Regions from separate parts of the Mus musculus genome. Here region 2 is linked to region 1. A link is a contact called in public Hi-C data. All regions are on one chromosome and are shown on one strand. The core of a region is the stretch at or near the end of the contact, and the rest is flanking DNA. Distances in the headings are between cores, read along the strand shown.

Region 1 (7,117 bases), core at 1,567-4,066:
CAGAGGCCCAGAGGACAAAACCAGGTGTTTGAGATGATGAAGGAAAGATGGCCCGAGGACAGCAATGAATAGCAGGGAGACAGAAGACACAAGCTCAGAGGATTTGGCAAGAGTCAGATGATGAGGGTTCTCCAAGGCCAGGGAGAGTTTGCATTTTATTCCAATGTACAACTAGGTATTGTTAGTGTTTGGCTCTTAAATGTCTCACAAAGGCTTGTGTGGTAAAGGTCAGGCTGCCAGCAAGTAGGTAGAGCTATGTGAGGTGGAAGTAAGTTGCTGGGGGTGCTCTTGAAGGGAGTTGGAGACCCCCGTTTCTTCCCTCTCTTAGCTTCTGGGTACCACAAAGCAAGCAGCTCTATGACTGTGCCTTCTTGATACAACATACTGTGTGGCCATAGGTCCAAAACATGAACAAGCATGCCCCGACTTAGACCTCTGAAACCATGAGCTAAGAGACCTTTCCTCTTACGTTGATCACTGTGACATTTTGTCATGCATGGAAGTAAAACGCAAATATAAAGAATGTGACATGGTGCAGGTGCCAGCACGCCTTTGATCCCAGTACTTGGGAGGCAGAGGCAGGCGAATCTCTGAGTTCGAGGCCAGCATGGTCTACAAAGTGAGTTCCAGGACAGCCAGGGCTGCACAGAGAAACCCTGTCTCGAAAAACAAAGAAAAAAACAAAACAAAACAAAACAAAAGAATAAAAGAATGCGACATGGTTTATGTTTTCAAAAGACAACTCTGATCTAGGGATACTGGTACATACCTGTAATCTCAGCACTCAAGAGGGCTGAGGCAGGAGAATTGCAAGTTTCAGTTCTGCTTGGGCTATATAGTTGAGACCCTGTCATAAGAAACAAAATCAAAACTAAAGCCCCCAGTTTAACATTGGGTGCTTTGGCTGCTGGACTGTTGTGGGATTGGATGCGAAGCCTCCTTAGAAGACAGCCACTGCTGATGGTTGTAGACATGGAAATCATGGGGGGAAGTGGGTAAACGTGTGGGTACACAGTGGAGAGTAAATGTGATAAGACCTGACCCTGTTTTGGATGTGGTGGCTAGGCAGCAGGAGTCAGGGAAGAAAGGGACTTAAGGATGATGACGATGTTTGGATCTGAGTACCTAAGAGGTGGAATGTCATGAGTGAGGGGAGAAATGGCTTGAAGGGAAAGCCCATAAGGAAGTCAGTTGCTACCTTTGCCCATGTTTTTTTCCAGCATCTGGTTACGCTGAAAACAGTAATACTGCTTTGCCTTTGGCTGACCCTATAGCTAAAGGGAGAGATCCCAGCTGCCAGTTTTTCAGAGCAAAAGTTGAGCATACCTGGTGACTAAGACTAGTTCCACAGGAAGACAGCCTAGCCGGCAGAGAATTCGATATTTATCATAGTTCAGGGACATACCTTGTCGGTGGAGAGGGGGCTTGGTTAGGGAAAGTTCCATGACAAAATTATATCCTAGCTTCTGGAATCATGAAAATCCAAATAGCGATACTGTAATCATTGATGGTGCTGGCTCAGAGATGGGGGATGCTCATAATTGTCCTCACTGTGGTCTGATGGTAACTGCTTTTTCTTCTTTTTAAGTCTAACAGGGGTCACTGCACTATTAAGAGGCAGCATACAGACAAGCACCTAAAGTGTCACTTACTATTGTGGTGCTTATTACCCGACACCTCTGCACTCTGGTCTTATCGCTGTGTAAATAATCATACAGCTACAGCCAAGCACTTAACTTTGTGTTCCTGACTCTAAGACTTACATGCATTATCCCACCCTCTCCAACCACCAATTAGCTGAGTGACATCTCACCCTTACTGCCAAGGAACCAGAAGCACGTCTACCTATTTTTCTAATATTTACCTTGTACCTACAATGTGCTAGGCTTATTCTGTAGGCTTTGGGGCACAACGTGGGCAAAACAAAATGCATGCCTCTGTGTAGCTTCAGCCTGGGGACCAGAAAAAGAAGAGAAGACACACACGCTAAATACACATAGTGTAGAGTACCCAGAAGGTGATGAATGGTTACTGAGACAAGTGGAGCTGGATAATGAGATCCGAATAAGATACTTTAAGTTGGATAGGCAGGATAGAGTTCAAGAAGGCGACATTTGAGCAAAGATTAAAAGGGTCCACGTGCAAAGGAAAGCAGCGCTTGGGGTGAGGCGGGGGGGGGCGGGGGAAGGGGGTGAGGAGAGGCAACCGCCTAATATCTACCACCAACACCTAAACGAAGCAAAACGATAGAGGGAAAGGCGTGACACAACTAGGCCTCCTTCTTAAATCCGCCTTTCTTTAGAGGTGGGAGGTCCCAAGGCTGGTGAGAGAACACAAGACTGGCAAGCAAGCAGTCCATGGCTGAAGTCAGTCTCAGAATCAGGGAAGCAACCGGCATTACACATGCTCGACTGGCGATGTGCGCCCCTCCTGGGCCGGCCCTCGGCAATCCTTGCACTAAGGCTCCGCCCGCTCCACCGCCCTCAAGGTTCCGCGCTCGCTGAGCCGCAGCCACTGAGCCGGGACTCCACGTAGCCGTTCCCCGGCTACGGGTTGCGCAACTCGCGCCGCTGGGCGGAGCCTGGATGTAGGCGGAGCCACTGCAGGACCGCGGAGCGGACCAGGCCTCCGCGAGCGCCTCTGCTTGCGAAGTGCGCCTGCGCACGCCGGTGCCGCGCCGCACGATATTCCAGCCCCACCCATCGCCCCGCCTCCAATTCCCGGGCGGAGTTCCTGTTCACGCCTGCGCACTGCGTCGCCGCACCCTGCGCCTGCTCAGATCGCCCGAGTCTGGCCCCATCCTCCGGGTTTTTTTCTGGTGGGGGAGGGGTCACGTCTCGGCGAGTCACGGTGATGGCGGCCACCATCCTGTGGTGAGGTAGCGGGTTCTCTGCGTCTCTCGGGGAGTCCCTCGCGCCTCCTGCGGGCCCAGTGGCTGGCGCGTGAGGAAGCACCGCGGGTCGAGCTTACCGGGAAAGCCGCGGGAGCGAGCGGCGGCGCGGCCAGGGGAGACGCGGGGCCCGGGGTGAGTGCGACTCCGGGCGAATGTGACAAGCCCCCCCACCCCCACCGCCTTCCTCCCGAGAGCGCGAGGATCGCGGCCACCCCGGGGCGGCCAGGCCCCGGCTTAGGCACCATGCAGGTCACCCTGAAGACCCTTCAGCAGCAGACCTTCAAGATCGACATCGACCCGGAGGAGACGGTATGCGCCGCCGGGTTAGGGGAGCGCGGGCCCGAGTCGGGGCGGCGCGGGAGGGCCCCAGAGGGGCGTCGGGTCACCGCCGGCTTTGTGGCCGACAACGAGGAAGGCCCGGGGGCAGATGGCGTGGAGCAGCACCGGTCCGCGTGGGCGCTGGTGGCCGCGGCCCGGAGCGCGTGGTCGTGGGGACGGAGGGGGAGGGGAGACCTGGCGGCCTGGGCGCTGGAGCCGGGCCTGACGTGCACAGGTGGGGGAGGGAGGGAGACCCAGGCGAAGCCACCACCCTCCGGCGACATGGCTAGGTGCAGAGGTCTAAGGGGCCGGTTACCCAAGACGGTGGGCCTTAAACGCGCCTAGTTTTGTCTGCAGCCGGGAGGGATGGTGGGGGAAAAATGAATTTTTTGGCCTCTCAGAAGGAGCCCTTTTATTTATGTCTTATTTTGGATTAGTTTTTACGATCCTTCCCCTCGCAGCCACTGAACCCACACCCACAGGTGGATTACGTTCTGAGGCCACGTTGGTGGTGAAGAATTTTGCATTAGAAACCTTCAGATCCGGATTTAAATGCGTTCTTTCGGTCGTCTTGGGAACCTGAACGCTCCTCGGACTCCTAGAATAGTAGTATTTGAAGGGAGGGAGAAAAATATAAAAACTTGGTGTTCTACAGTTAAAAAGCCGACTACTACACTTAACGAGTTCACGTGATAAATTCTAATGCAGTGGTCTCCGGTTTTGCCTGTAAAAAGATCTGTGTTAACTTTAATACAACTTTATGTCAGGAATCTAAAAAATGTCATGCGAATAAAATTTTTTCTCACGTGGAATTATGACGCTATGTCAATAGATTACTGCATATTTGTGTGGGGGGGTTTCCTTCTTCTTCTTCTTTTTTTTTTTTTTTGACTGATTGAGTTTGTAATTGAAACAACCAGGACGTGGTGTTAATTAAATAGATCCGAGATCCGAATTCTATTTGTGGCTCTATAACTCGTTTTCTACAGCGGGACAAACTACCCTGTTTGATTTTCTGAAATGGGAACTGTACCAGCTGAGATGGTGAGGATTAAATGGCATTTAGTTGATTTCTAAATAAGGCCTACTATGTAATCAGTATATGTTTGTGTGAAGACATGGTGTTTTGTTTTACCTATCACATCTAATATTCTAAAGTCTCCTTCAATCTTTAATAAGAAGCCAAGAATTCCCAACCTTTTTGAAATTGTGGCACAAAATAATTTTATAAGAAGTTATTTAATTTCCAGATATCTGCAATAATTCTTGAAAGTATAGAAAAACATTTACATGAGAGCTCTGCAATCTTCACAGAAGCAGTTGTTAACAATTAGTGGACAGAGGCCCTGTAGAATCAAATTTCTTCCTCACCCCCCCCCTTTTTTTTTTCTTTAGGCTTTTGAGACAGGGTTTCTCTGTGTATCTCTGGCTGTCCTGGAACTCAACTCTAGCCCTGGCTGGCCTCAAACTCAGAGATCAGCCAGCCTCTGCCTCCTGAGTGCTGGGATTAAGGGAGTGCACCACCATTTTCTTCTACTACTTAAAGTACAGGGCTGGGATATCAGACAGGTGTGAGACCCTGAGTTCATCTCCAGCACCTTCAAAAGGAGTCACACAGTCATCTCTTAAGTGATGATATGCAAATATGTAAAATGCCTCCTTGGCATTTGGCTCAATGCAGGTGATAAATGATGAGATAAATTGTCCTTACTCTTTGGGCTTTTAATTTATCCCAGAAGCACTAAAACATGGAGAAACATGTTTTGCTTTATTTCTTAATATATGAATGTGTTAGAGTTGTTCAGTAACTTCACACTACTGAAATACACACACACACACACACATACATACATCTGCTGTTATTTTGAGCTAATACTTCCTAACTGCACTTATTGTTTATAACTTTACAATTATTTACAGGGGGTGTAATAGTTTACATTTTTAGAAATACATGTTTGGTCTTTTGTTACTAGAACAAATGTAATTTGTTGCTATTACTGTAATGTAAAAACTAGTATTGTGAAATGTTTTGATTCTATATTCCATGCCTCCCTTTTCACTTGGCTAGGGATCCAGGACAGGGACTTCGGGCTTTATGCATACATAGACAAACTTTGTACCAGTGCTTACACCATAGCCCCTTTATTTATATCTGTAGTGAGTCTGATTAGTGTATAAACACACACATCGTCATACATCTTCTCATTCATTCGAGACAAGTTTTCACTGATCTGGAATTCACAGAAACCACCTGCCTCTGCTTCCCCTGTGCAGAGTTTAAAGCTGTGGCCACTACCCAGTAGAGTTTATGTTAATTGATAATTTTTTGACCCAGTGCTTTAGAGTTCCAGTAAAAAGAAAAAGTAGATGATACGAAATATTTTCTAATTTGTTATAAAAAGTAAAAAGGGATTTTAGAAGTAGATCAGTTTGGGAATTTGTAAGTGAGTCAGCAGATAACAGTTCATGTCACTAAGCCTGATGGCTTAAATTCAGTTCCTTGGACCTGCATGATGGGAGAGAACTGAGTCCAGAAGGTTGTCTGGACATGAGTGAATAAATGAATGAATGAAAATGTTTTAAAGTAGATTTAAAGTTAGGGTTTTAGGAATGCCTGCAATTTACAGACTTAGTCTTTGGAAAATTATATTTTGTGGTTTCAGGTTTGCTTTTAACTAGTTTTTTACTTGAAGGGACTGAGGAAGTTAAGTGACTTAAGCTACCTTGTGTAGAAACTCTTTGGGACGTAACATACACATGAGCTAAGGGCAGCTCTAGAGTGACTCATTGCTGGACCTGCTGGGTGCAGAGGTGGCTCTGCTGGTGGCACCAAGCATAGGAACATGGAAGCAATGGTTTGGGGTTTCTGGGAGCCTTATCACCTAGTTGAGGCTCAGTGGCTAAAGGGCAAGGGCATGTTTTGTTTGCTCTTGTTTTTTTGAAAGCTGAAAGTTTGCCTCTCTGCTTTTTAAAATGGCAAGATTTAAAAACAAAAACGGTATTATATATTTTGCTTGAGTGTTTTTTTTATACTGTTGTAAGTAGATGATTACTGTTAAACCGATAAAGCAAATGTAAGCAGCTTATTACATGCTGATGAATTTTGAAATTTCTAATATAAATTTTTGTTATATTTTTGGCATGGTTGGTTTTGTGTTTTTAGGGTCTGTAGTAACTGTATGGATCAGGCAGGCTTGACCTCAGCTTATGGCTTGTGATCCCCTTTTGGGGTGATGGTGGGGGTCAAACAACCCTTTCACAAGGGTTGTATATCAGACATCCTGCTTATCAGATTTATAACAGTGGCATAATTACAGTTATGAAGTAGAAATGAAAATAATTTTATGGTTGGGTAATCACACTATAAGGAACTGTATTAAAGTGTCAAAGTATTAGGAAGGTTGAAAACCATTGCTTTAAAATTTTGCAGTTTGGTGTCAGTGAACATTTTGTAAGAGATAGAGCAAAGTTTTTAATCCAAGTTCCTGAGTTGATTCAAAAGTCTTGCTGTTGATAAAAACTGTTAAGAGCAGGGCCAGGGATTGAGAGAGCTGGCTAGTCTTCCAAAGGACCCAGACTCAATACCCAGACCCATAGGGCAGCCCAGAACTGTCTATAACTCCAGTTCCAGAGATTCCAACACCCTCACAGACACATATGCAGGCTAAACACCTAAATGCATTTTTAAAAAAATCTCTTAAGAATAGGCAAATTAAAGAAAATCACTTAATGGTAAGTGCTTGTGTAGAAACTGAAATAGCTGAGATGGTGTGATAGCCCTTGACTGGATGGCACTTGGAGGCCAGAAAGGCTCTTCTAGAGAGTACTTGAGGCCTGAATATAAAGCACATAGCAAGGTAAGGAGTCTTTTCTGTGGGGAACCTTTACAGTACAGACTTTAGGATT
Region 2 (7,117 bases), core at 2,557-5,056, 8.2 Mb after region 1:
CCAGTTGGCAACAGCTGCAGATAACACCAGAAAAGAAGCTGGGTTGCTAGTCCAGTGCCCACGAAGGGGCTGTCTTAGGATTTTAAGGATTTTGCTGTGAAGGGAGACCATAACTGTCTTAGGGTTTTACTGCTGTGGACACCATGACTAAGGCAACTGTTAGACAGCATTTAACTGGGGCTGGCTTACAGATTCAGAGGTTCAGTCCATTATCAAGGTGGGAGCACGGCATAGCTTCCAGGCAGGTATGGTACTGGAAGAGCTGAGAGTTCTACATCTTGTTTCGAAGTCAAACAGAAGCCTAGCTTCCAGGCAACTAGGAAGTGTGTCTCACAGCCCATGCCCAGTGTTACACCTACTCCAAGGCCACACCTCCAAATAGTGCCACTCCCTGGGCCAAACATACTCAAACCAGAACATTTAATTAGGTTTGGCTTACAGTTTCAGAGGTTCAGTCCATTATTGTCATGGAGGGAAACAGCAGCCTGTAGGCAGACATGCTTACATTGAAGGAACTGAAAGTTCTCTATCTTTTTTGTTTGGTTTGGTTTGGTTTGGTTTGGTTTTTCGAGACATGATTTCTCTGTATAGCCCTGGCTGTCCTGGAACTCACTTTGTAGACCAGGCTGGCCTTGAACTCAGAAATCTGCTTGCCTCTGCCTCTGTTGGGATTAAAAGCGTGTGCCACCACCGCCCGGCGAAAGTTCTATATCCTGATCCTCAGGCAGCAGGGAGAGACTGTCACTGTGTAGTCTGAGCATAGGAGACCTTCCTCAAGGCCACACCTACTTTAACAAGGCCACATCTCCTAACAGTGCCACTGCCTCTGGGCCAAGCATTCAAACGTGAATCTACGGAGGCTGTACCTACTCAAACCACCACAGGCTGCTTGCTGCCTTCCTAATTTTAAGGATGAAAAGAGACCCACACACTAGCTGAATCCTCTGCACAGCCATACAGTTACTGTCTTGTGGCCTCACTCCATTTGTCTGTTACCTGTCCCTGACACTTAGCTTTCTGCACCTTGAGTACCCTGGGGGGATTGTTGCCTTTCCTGACAGGTACCAAGGAGTTTGACTCAGTTTTCTGACAGATATGTTGTTTGCCTCCCAGAACACTTGGCAAGGACAACAGCTCTGTGTCTAGTTCTGTGCTCTCACCTGCTGTCATATCACATCTCATAGTGGAGTTTACCAGGTCACACCACTTCCAAGAGTTGAACAGATAGGGAGCCACTAGCGGTGGTACCTTTTATAATAAATACGTTTTTGAATAGTTTGTGTATTAATGCATTAATACTAATTTAAGGTGTTGATATACATGCTGTATACTCCATGTCTGCAGTAGTATTAGATTGCATAAATTAGGAGACAGCCTTAGAGGGATGAAGTTCACTTATTCAAGGACAGATAATTAGTGGCAGAGTTGCATTTGAATGTGTGACTCTCAGCTCTTGTGAGCCAGAGCTGCTGTGTGATCTGATCAGTTTGTTCAGCCCATGGCAAGAAAGCTAGAAAGTCAGTGAATGTAACTGGCAGCCCAGTTAGCTCTTCAGGTGCTCTCTGAAGCTCCCTCCGATCCCATCTGCTGCTGCTGCTGCTGCTGCTGCTGCTGCTGCTGCATTTCTGGAAATTCTGTCCATTCTGGGGAGAATTCTTTTACTTCATCCATGTATTAAGATGTGTTTAACAAAAGCCTGTCCGTTGGGCACTGGGTAGCTATGTAATGGCCTTAGGACTCGAAGTTTGTGCTGTCAGGGAAAGAATGAGCCAGTGGTCATAATAGGGATAACTGTAGGTTGAATGGGAACCAGTGAGGAGGACAGCCCTTGGCCTAGGGCAGGACAGGGCTCTCAGAAGTAGGGCCCTGTCACCCAAGACCCAAGAATAGGCCGGTCAGGTGATGAGAATGGGTTTGGCACTGATCTTCCAGATGGACAGGGAAGACCTGAGGCAAACACTGGGACCTGGAAGTGAAAGAATGGAGGGCAGGAGGAAGTGAGAGGTGCTCTATTTATGGAGCTTGGGGTTTGGAGAGAGGGCAGTGACTCATCCGGTGTAGGCTGCAGGTAGTGCACATCGAAATCCTCACAAATGCCCGAGACTCCCATCAAGCAGTCACTACTAAAGTCAGCTCTGCAGTCTGTTTCCCTGGTTGTAATGTCCTTGAATTCCGGCCCCCACCCCCGCCCCTATCCCAGGATTTCAGGTATGCAAACACTTGTGTTGCTGCAAGGGTGCACTTGCTAGTCAGAACACTAAGTACTCAACGTTTCGCCCTTGCAGCCTCTCACATCAGCAGGAGTCCCTGACTTTCCTGAATGAGTGGGCAGAGCTGTCCAAGCACACAGGCAGCTACATAGTGCACCAGTACAGCTCTGTCCGCCGCTTCCCAAGTTCCGTTTGTGTACCTGTAGGAGGCTGGTGTGTCGACCTAAAACTGCTGGCCCGTGGAGAGTGAAGACAGGCTGGTGGGAAGGCAGTAGGGCATCTCTGACATTGAGGAGGGTTGCTTCACAGGCAGGGTTGGGGGTGGGGCGGGGCTAGGCCACAGCTTGTTGCTGTTTCCTTTTCAATAGCCGGGTCAGCATTTAGAAGTCTCAGCACCCTTGGGTCTTTTGTTCCCAGGCCTCTACATTACTGTTTAGCAAGTTGATCAAACTACATGGGAGGCTCCCACGAACTGTTTTCTACTGCCCAGGGCAAGGCTGGCACAGAGCAGGTACTCAGTGCTGATTTGCTCACAGATAAGTTCATTTTCAGTAGCCTGCCACCTTGATCCTCACTTGTCCCCGTGGGCACCTCCATGGGATATGCTAATTTGGGTTTTCAATTCATTCTCGCTGCCTGGAAACATCCTGCAGGCACATGTAAGTCCTGTGGTCTGGAAGTCCTCAAGAGTTGTTAAAAGGAAGAAATGTGTTTGTGTCTCTCTGTGTGTACAAGACCACTTGTAGAGACAAGGGCAGTGGCATGTACTGCCCTAGTCCTTCCTGTAAGCAAGGGTGGGAACCACCTGTGCATTCATCGATCCCCTGAAAAAGAAACCAGGCTGTTGGTGCAGCAACCAAGTGCCCACCGTCTTTGTTGAAAGACAATGTTTGGTGGCTAATAGGATATAAACACGTACTCCAAAGAAAAGTACATGTAGTTAGCCAGGTCTGCTGTTGTCAGAACAACCCACCAAGGTGAACCCAAGACTAGTGATTTACCTGGAAAAAGAAGCAGGCCATCACAGATCCTTTTAAATCTCAAGGAGCGGGGTGTGCAAGTGTGTGTTTGAACACCTCACACATTATTTCGTAAAGATCTCACACAATTTCACAGCACTGTCTCAACTAAAGATTTTTAAAGAAAACGCAGATACAAAGTGGAGACTACACCGACGCTTTCAATACTGAACACCGTTTTTCATTAAAAACAAGCCTGGAAGAAACTTCTGGTCCCGAGTGTGCCTCATGCATCGGATCCCATGACTTTGTCACTCGGGACAGGCCTCCCCGCCCCGCTCCTTCACTGCAGGGACGAGCTCAGATCTCATGCACGTGGCGGGCGCAGGGCCCCTACCGGCGCCCTGGGGGAGCGTGGCTGATGAAACGCTCCGGGCTCGGCCCGAGAGACGCTCCTGCCGTAGGGCGACTCGGCGGAGACCGGCTGGGGCGACGCGCCCCAAAAAGGGCGCGCGGGGACGGCGGGGGCGGCGGCGCCGGGACGCCGCGGCGTACAAGGGGCATGGAACCTCTGACCCTGAGCGGCCCGGGCGGCAGCGCGGCGGTGAGTGTGCGCGAGCCGTGCGCGTGCCCGCGCGTCCGCGCTCCCGCGCTCGGGGGTTGGGGCCGCGGGGCCTGCGTGCGCGTCCCTCCGCTCAGGCTCGGGTGACCTCTTCCCGCCCCACGCGTCAGGCGTGGGATCTGCAGGGCAGGGCGGGTGATTTCTGGGGTAAAGGAACCCCAAGGCCAGAGGGCAGAGATCGGGGAGCCTGCTGCCCAAGCCCGAGGCCAGGTACGGTGGGAGACGCCGGGCCGGGCCGCGCCGAGCCGGCTTTCTGTTTTGGCTCCCTCCGGGTTTGCTCCCTGACCTTGGATAGTCGGCTTTCTCTTCCGGGGCTTAATGTTCTCATCATTGAAATGGGGCGTTTGAACTCCTTGTCCAGCCAGGTTTTTCTGCCCTAAACTTTTGGGGGACTGCTGCTTCTCTGATGTGTTGGACTTGCATTGTAATTAATGAAGCTGAGTTAGAAGAAGGAAATCCATTTTTTTTTTTTCTTTCTTTCCTTTCAGGATATGTTAGGCGCTCAGATGTTGGTGAGGCTGGCAGGCACTGTGCAGAGATGAGACCTCTTGGGGGCTTGAGTCTGCACAGCCCGCAACTGGAAAATCTGGTTGCAATGTGGGTTCCCAGAGGAACTCGGTCGGCAGTCACTTGCTCCCTCTGTGCTTTGCTTACCATGGTGTGGGGCTCCCTTACTTGTGTGCTGAAGATTGGAGCAGAGCTGAGGAGGTGGTAAATGGTTAGCATTTGCCATTGGGGTCCTGCCTGACCCCTCATGGCCCTGTAGCCTCGGTACTTGGATGAGAATGTACACGGGGAGCCCTGGACCCATCCTGACCTCTGAGTCGAGTCCATTCAGTTCTGTGTGGCTCCTTTCAGTCTCCTCCTTGGCGAAGCAGCCCATTTAGGCAGCCCAGGGAGTCTGTCGTCCTCCACCTTTGCTGCCTAGTTTCCTCCTCCTCATCTCTCTGGCAGTTCTGAGTGTGTTTTCCCCAGTGGATGGTGATCCCTGCAGGGGAGGGCTGAGCAAACGCTCCATGTTCCACTCCTGGTTTTACAGTCCAGGGGCTGGCCCTAGAAGGTTCTCAGGGAATGTTTGTGGCATAGGTTGATGACAGCTACCTTCTCTCAGTAATCAACCTTTTCCCAAGTGTGGATCTCATGGACGTGGAACCCATAGGGCAATCCTAAGTGTCTGTCCTTGTCTCCTTTCCAGGAAATGGAGGCAGAGAGAAGTCTTGTTACCTTGCTCAAGGCTACCCAGGTGGGAAGTGGTTGGGCTGGGCAGGTTACTTTTAGCCAACACACACAAACTTGGGTGTGTGACTGGAGTCTGCTGATTGGGTCTCTGTGGGCAGCTGAGGGGGCTGATGTGGGTGCTGTGATTTCTGCCCCCGACACAATGCTTCATTGTGGCATTTTGCAACCAGTGGATCCTTCTGTGCAGCCCCGGGCTTGAGCAACTCCAGTCTGTGTCAGCTCCTCCCAGCCTTTTCAACACTCCAGTGTTGGGAGGCTTCACCGAGAGGGCCTGAGTCCTCGGCCAGGAGTACAGATGTCAGGGTTGGGTCTGCCTTGTGGCCTACCTAGCAGTTGCTCAGAGGCAGCAGAGGGGCGCAACCTTGTGGCCATTGTGCCTCTTGGGTCTATAGAAAGAGCAGGCGCACTAAGATAGGCTGGTAAGTACTCCTTTGTTTGAGACCGCTGTTGTGAGTTGGACTGAGCATGAGCCGCAAGGAGACTCAGGCTGACTGGACTTGGTTTCTATATCACTGCCTAGGAATTGTGGTTTCTTCTGACCCACTCGAAGATGATTCCATGAATTAGCTGGAAAGGAAGCCAGCCCAAGCGTGGGTGCTGAGGGCTGAGACCCTGGAGTCACTAAAATCCTTCTCCCGACTCTTTGGCTGATAGCCACTCAGCTTTGGAGAGAGTATGTCTTGACCACGGAACAGGAAACCCATGTTGAGGAGAGAACGGAATCTGGGCTGTGGGCAGAGTAAGGGGAACACTGCCATTGTAGACGCTCCTGCCTCTTCATCTGGCTTTTTATAGGGGCACCTTGGGGTAGAACTTGGGGAACCAGGCTTGGGCAGCAAGTGCTTTTTACCCTCGGATCCATCCCCCTGACCGCAGATCCTTCTGTTCTCAACAGGAGTCCCCTCCCCCCATTTTCATTTTGCAGAGCATCCCAGCCTTGTGCAGCTGTGCCTGTTGAAATCTGGAGAGAAACAGTGAAGAAGCCAGAAGGTTCAGTTCCTCCCTGAAGGTCAGCGGGCAGTGGGGCTTGGGGGCCAGTTTGGATTCAAGTAGGTGTGTGTCATCTGTATGCTTCCTGCCTTCCCCAGTGTCAACCTCCCTTGGTAGCACATGAATGATCTAGAGGATTTTTCTCAGGACTGGTGTGCTCTTCGTGGCATTTAATAGGACATGATCTTTCTTGGGACACGTGTCACAGGTGGTAGCAGATTGGTGACTCAGGAGGTCAGCAAAGGAGCCCCCATAAGGAGCATTCCCACTTTGACTGATGATAATGGCTAAAGGTGGATGCTGGCAGCACTGGCCACGCCTCCGGGACCCTGCAGAGCTAACTGCAAAGCCAGGGCTTGCTCTCCTTCTCAGTAGAGCGTTTAACTGCCAAGGTTTCCCTGCTGGAAACCTCTGACCACCTGGAAGCCCCAGCGAGCAAACCCTTGCTTCAGTGAAAGCGGCTGTCTGTAACTGCTTTCTCCTGTGACCAGGAGAAACTATCTTTCTTTTTAGGAGGCGGGGTTTACCTGGTAGCTTACACCTGTCTGCAGCTCACTGTGTATCATAGGCTGGCATTAAATGTTTGATCCAGTTGCCCTGCCTCGTGCACTCCTCAGAGCTGGGACTCTCAGCATATGTCATGAGGCTGGACTGAGAGTGTTTTGTTTTGTCTTTGAGACAGGGTCTCACTGTGTAGCCCTGGCTTGCCTGGAGCTCACTATGTTGACCAGGCTGGTGATAGATCTGCCTCTGCCTCTAGAGTGCTGGCCTTGAAGGATTTAAAGAGCTAATACACATGGAGTGTGATATCTGTTCCCCATGGCCTTCCCGTGATTTTGATTCCTATGTCCATTGATTCTTGGTAGTGGGCCTCTGTGGGGAGAGGTCTGATAGATTTGAAGAAGCCTATTCGAAGTTCTGAGGATGAGTGATGTATCCAAGTTTACACAAGTAGGAGGCTGTGGGGCCACAGTGTGAATGAACCCTGAACATGGACTTTACCCCTTTAGAGAACTGGAATGTAGTCAGACTGTCTGCTAGTTCTCCTCTTCATGCTTGTCAGGACTTTTTGTGTGCAATCTGTGTTTCCTGTTCCC

What was found. A called contact is a pair of places that touch in the nucleus more often than the background predicts.
Region 2: a Hi-C map of CD4 T cells shows a contact between it and region 1, with 3 times the contacts expected there. The contact joins the promoter of Tmem268 here to the promoter of Rad23b in region 1.

Annotation. Positions count from the first base shown.
Region 1 is chr4:55,347,226-55,354,342 of GRCm38.p6, forward strand. It overlaps Rad23b (RAD23 homolog B, nucleotide excision repair protein), which reads left to right and starts at 2,817. Exons shown (of 10, transcript NM_009011.4): 1 at 2,817-3,202. The coding sequence starts at 3,137. It overlaps Gm42290 (a long non-coding RNA gene), which reads right to left and starts at 977. Exons shown (of 3, transcript XR_881289.3): 1 at 770-977.
Region 2 is chr4:63,554,957-63,562,073 of GRCm38.p6, forward strand. Tmem268 (transmembrane protein 268) reads left to right here and starts at 3,807. Exons shown (of 10, transcript NM_001356354.1): 1 at 3,807-4,001; 2 at 5,956-6,039.